Linked DNA regions of Anser cygnoides: region 1 is linked to region 2. The links are chromatin contacts, called in public Hi-C maps. All regions are on one chromosome and are shown on one strand. The core of a region is the stretch at or near the end of the contact, and the rest is flanking DNA. Distances in the headings are between cores, read along the strand shown.

Evidence for each region. A called contact is a pair of places that touch in the nucleus more often than the background predicts.
Region 1: a Hi-C map of fetal liver shows a contact between it and region 2, with 2.7 times the contacts expected there. The contact joins two enhancer-like sites. A contact is called at or near these places in 4 of 7 Hi-C or Micro-C datasets (fetal liver and liver).

The regions. Positions count from the first base shown.
Region 1 is chr2:108,230,099-108,232,949 of Taihu_goose_T2T_genome, forward strand. All of the region lies in intron 1 of GNAL (G protein subunit alpha L), which reads right to left. Among named protein-coding and RNA genes, the nearest start is that of GNAL, 23 kb to the right of the region's middle. Within about 2 kb of position 1,548, at least 1 of the 3 cell types and tissues checked has open chromatin away from gene starts, as enhancers often do. A contact at or near this core is called in fetal liver, where this site is marked.
Region 2 is chr2:108,078,736-108,081,457 of Taihu_goose_T2T_genome, forward strand. All of the region lies in intron 5 of GNAL (G protein subunit alpha L), which reads right to left. Among named protein-coding and RNA genes, the nearest start is that of MPPE1, 51 kb to the left of the region's middle. Within about 2 kb of position 1,391, at least 2 of the 3 cell types and tissues checked have open chromatin away from gene starts, as enhancers often do. A contact at or near this core is called in fetal liver, where this site is marked.

The DNA of each region.
Region 1 (2,851 bases), core at 298-2,797, 150 kb after region 2:
TTTATATTTACACGAAAGGGCAATCCCATCATTAACACTTGCAATACAAGTAGTGATTTGGGGAATGAAAGTTCATAAATCTACCACATTTAACAACATAAAACCAGGCTTATCAAGCTTCAAACATTTTTTGGACGAGATGGTGGCAAGAAGGCAAAATATGAGTTATGAAAAAGGAAATGAGATCTGCCAATTGTTGAGTAACACTGCAGTTTTAAGACCTACCACTGTGGTTTTCTGGAGAATTACTGGTTTAGATCTTAAACTTGCGTGATGGCAACGAAAAGCTGCACGCACCAGTCTGTCCCCCTCAGGACACATCAACTTGATCTCATGTACAAGTTAGCTCATTATTAGAAAGAATGCTCCTTGCTTTAGTTGAGTTGGGCTTGATGCATGCCAATATGGATAACATTTTTAGTTTTTTTCCTAGTAGTATATTAATGTCCTATAGAGTATGAGAAATGAAAGATATTCTTTTCAGTTCTCATACATTAACAGTTTATCCTGGATCTATACCTAGTTCTACAGAGTTTTCTATCTTGAGCTCTCAAATTTATTTGGAATGAGATTTCAAACAACTAAAAGAAAATAATCAAAGGAAAATGACCAATGTCTACAGGCACAATGGTTTATCCTTTCAATTTTTATTAATTTTTAAAATGCATTTTACCCTAAGCAGCTCAGGAAATTAAAAGCATTAAATTGGCCTTTTAGCCCACTTCTGAGATAAAGAAATAGCCTCATATAACTATCTCCTACTCATTTTCCATCTCCTGAGTTTTCTAACTGTAGCACAGCCCAGAGACCAAATTTTTATCCCTGAGTGTGGGACACCTGAACTAGTTTTAAACAAATTAAGCTCAGATACCAGAAGCAGTCCTGCTACTACTGCGTGCAGACTTTATTTACCTGTTTTCTACATGAACTGCTGTTTGCTTAGCTACTTATTTGCTTCTGTTTGGTATGTTATGAACTTCAACAGTATTGGCTTAAGTTTTAATAGTTTGATACATTACGAGATCTTCACTGCATGCCAACAAAACACAGAAGACAGCCAGAACAAACAACTGACAGCTTAGGGTAGGGGAAAATGGTAACAAGAAACTGATGTGTGATTCTAAGGTTAGTGAGATGACACAGAGTAAACCCATTTCTGTGCTGATACACAGATCAACACGACTACCCTGAGATAACTGTTCATTCACATATAAACAAAGTAGAATAAAGCAAGAAATTCCCCAACATGTGATCAAGCCAAGTGACCCTACCTTGGAAAAGGTTGTTTCAGATACTTAAAGCAGTTCTATCTTCCTTCTTTAATTAGTACGGTATTAAATCTGCAGCCAACTTTTTAAGGTATTAGTAATTTCTCTCTTCAGTCACTAGGTTACCAGTATCTTATTACTAACAGTCAATATTTCTTTCTTTGCCTTGCATGGATGGGCTTTGCTGGATTCTAAGCCTGACACGAGAACTTGACAACAGGTAAGCCACTATCGATCATATGGGCTGATACTGTCTCGCTGCTTCCCTCTGGCATTCACCAGACAGACTACGACTTTGCATTGCTGTTTTTAGGAACGGCTATGGTAGTGCAGTGCCTAGAACAACACAGTCCTGGGACTTGTGCTGTGGTTAACAAAAAAACACCTCACGGTTCTAGTTGTAGAATAGCTTTTGGACAACATTGCAAGAAAAACCCTGAAACTCTGAGCCTGCCGTGTAAGCTTTCTCAACAGCTGAAGATCTTCACTAGTGCTATCTTTACCTGCTGATGCTGGGGTAGAGAGAAAAAGAGAAAATATTTCTTCCAACTAAATGGCTCCCAGCAGTGCATGCAAACTGAAGTGAATTCTCAGATAACGGTATTTTGCATCTCAAGTTGACCTTCTGTTTTTGAGCTGCTCCACTGGAAACAAAAGCTAAAAATTATGAGTGCGTTCCTTTTAACTATAATTAAAATACAGTTCATCTGCACTAGATTTGTTTCTTTCCTCTTAGTATTTGCTGCCACCACGAGGATGAAAGACATAATGCAATGAACATATGAATTCATCAAGGAGAAACCATGACAAAGAGGAATACATGACTGTAAACCTTTCTCTGGTCAGTCCCCTCTCTGGGTTTGTTACCCCGTTTGAGACTATGCCTCCTAATGCCCTCTGATGTCCTTGAAAAGATGGAAGTAGGGAGAAGTCAGTGACGAGTTGTGGTGGTTTTACCTTGCTGGGCAGCTGAGCTCCACCACAACCGCTCTCTCACTCCCCCTCCTCAGAAGAGGAGGGGAAGAAGAAAGTATAGTGGAAAGGGAAAAAATAACTCACGGGTTGAGATAAGGGTAACTTAATTAAAGGGAAAAAGAAGAGGGGAAAAAAAAGGAAGCACACAAACAAAAAAATAAGCAAAGGGCATGTGGAAGGACAGAGAGGGAAGAAAGAAATTGTGTTTTCAGATGTTCTCACAATGAGAGCCCACCCCTCCCCTCTCCATCCTTTTCCCACCTTTTATTGCTGAGTGTGACGCCACATGGCATGGAATATCCCTTTGGTTGGTTTAGGTCAGCTGCCCTGGTGATGTCCCCTCCCCACCTCTTGCCCACCTGAGTCAGAGGGAGTCCTGATGCGGTGCCAGCACTGCTCAGCAGCAGACACAACACTGGTGTGATACCAGTGCTGTTCTGGCTACAGGTGCAGAGCACAGCACTGTGTGGGCTGCTGCAGGGAAAGGTGACTCCATCCCAGCCAGACACAGTATGTGAGTGGCTCAGGGAATCTCTCCAAATCAGCCGAGATGTTGTAAGCCGAGCCTGCGGCTGAAATTCTACACATCTGTCACTCCTCCTGCCATG
Region 2 (2,722 bases), core at 141-2,640:
ACTCTTTGCATTAAGGGCCAGGTCCCCAAACCAGCGGAAACACCTATACTTCTACTACACAAAATAAAGCAAGACCAGGACTTTGAATTCCCTATCTTTGGATTGTAATAACTCAGCTATCCCAGTTCTCTAGTGAGCTGAAAAAAAAATACTTTTTTTCTTCTTCCCTGCTGCAGTTATCAGAGACAAAATGAAGATGTGATATTTAAAAAAAAATAAAATATATATTTTAATCAGCTACGGGATTACAAACTTGTTAGTGCCTCCTGCAGTATTTGAAATAGGAAGCTATGGATTTCGGGTTTGGAGCATACCTTAGGCTCCACGGCTGGGCTTCAAGCACCCTCACGTTATTCTGATGTGCTTCCTGGTAACTGAGAAAGACTTGATGAAAATAGCCCCCAGTAATCTAACCCCTACAGGATTAATTTTCCTAAGTCATTTACTGAAGATATCAGTAGAAATCCCTCAAAAGACACTGGTAAAATCTAATCGTTGAGGATTCCTCTGAGAAGTTTAAATAGGCACTATGTCTACCATACGGCTTCCATTTGGAAGCATCCTCCCCGCTCCCTCCGTACGTCTCCCGCGGGGACTGAGTGCAGCAGTGAACGCGCTGCCGGGCGGAGAGAGCGCAGGGAGGCTGAAATCCGTCTCGAATCCACTCTGGACCACGCATCTCTTTCTAATTTTGAACGACCGACTGCAGCTTAAGCTGGCGCAGAGAAAAACAGCCAGCGCAAACACTGAAGATGCTACCGAAATTTTGTATTTATTTATAAAGCGTTGGGGATTTAGGTATTGGTATTGATTGACGTGTATTTTTGGCATCTCCTGAGAGCGCCGGTTTCCCAGGACTTCCCTTTTGTTCCTATTTCAATACCAACACTAACTCGCTAAAACCGTCTCTTCAGCCTCTCATGTGGGTGTAGTGTATTTGGAAAGGGAGATTAAAAATCGGGCTTTCAGAAAAAAAGACGTAAAGCCGCATGCAGGATGGATCTGAGGCGCAGGAGAGGAGACTGCAGAGGGCAGCATTTGTTAAATCACGCTCCCTCCCCGCTGCGCCCGGGCAGGCTGCAGCCTTACGCTTGAGGCCTCTTCGCTGGAACAGCGCTCGAGGACTGAAGATCAGCCACATCTCACGGTGACGGTCCACTGAAACACAGGTAGAGTCTGAATTTAATGAAGATCTCTGCAATTTACGTCGGTAACCCCTTGCCTTCTCACAAACCGATGTTTTTTTCCTCATCTTTTCATGTATTCTCAAACACGGCGACCCGCAGGCTAGAAAAAATGTGGGATTTGCCCAGAGAAACAGATCTGCACCCACGCGTAACCGCTAGCCAGGAAATCGTTACAGCCAGGACACGAAAAGGTTAAAGCTGAGGCAGAGAGTGAGAGCAAAGTACAACTGCGCCTGAAACCAGCTGGCGTGCTAACGGGCCAGTGAAGTTTAAGGATTTGTGGTCTGAAGCCTGTCGCCAGCCCTCTGCTTGGGCGGCTGGAGCCGGATTGCTCCCGAGCCCACCAAGGACCACTCACAGGATGGCTGCTTGGCCACCAGGTGTGACTGGTATGTGGGCAGGACAAGTTTGCCTGGTACGCCTGGGTTTCCAAGAAGCTGTCTCCTCAGAGTGGGAGCTGTCAGTGCGATGGATGGGCTTCAGAAAGAGTGGTGAACATGCTGCAATGGACCCCAGGACAGCGATGGACCCCCAGGTGGCTGAGCACTGGCACAGGCTGCCCAGAGAGGCCGTGGGGTCTCCTCATGGAGACCTTCAGAAGCCGCCTGGACGTGGTGCTGGGCACCCTGCTCTGGGTGGCCCTGCTGGGGCAGGGGGCTGGGGCAGGGGGCCTCCAGAGGGACCTGCCAACCACAATCAATTTCTGATTCTGCTGTGAGAATCTTGCCCAGATCTATGTGTCCACCTACCTGCTGCCCACCAGTGGTACCAGTAGCTTGGCAGGGGAAGCGCATGCCTGGCCTATCCCGTTATCATGGCTACAACTACTGCCAGCCATGGCCCAAAACATGGTAAAGTCATCAAGTGCCAAGTCACCACAGCAGTCCTGTGAAGCAGGACAGCTCTATTTTAAATGCAATTTACAGATGATGACTTTAGCTGAGACATCAAAAGCAACGACAGGTCACGACTGTCACAACCGAGGGCTCGTCACAGTTCAGCAGGAGACTCCTCCCCCACGAGTCAGACGGCTGCCAGCAATCAGAAGCCAGTTTGACAAGGATAAGAAACATGGCTAAAACCTGTAAAAGAGTGCTTCTGGTACATGGGCTTGGTTAAGAGAGTTTCCTAGCAGACGTCCGTTTCAACCTCTCTTTCTAAGCTGCTCAATAGCCTGTTCCCAGTAAGTACTGCAGAGCATCTCTACAGAAAGGCTTCACAGGCTTTGGCATGTGTCCAACTATTAACCTAAACAAATACACGAAAAGTTCAACTACATTAAACGTTTCAGATGTATGTTTAGTACTTTCCTTCTGCTTAATAATAGTGCTCTAATTTTATTTTTCTAATTGAAAAAGCATGAACTAAACTCAAAATGAATAAACAGTATGACTTCCATAACTGCTTGCCCCCACTGTTCCCTAAATTTGTTAAGGAGCACTGTGAATTTTGGGAAATGCATTTTTTCCTTCTAAATTTAGCAAACTAACCACTTTCTGGCTTAGCAGATGTTTTTGCTTTCCGAGCGAGAGGCC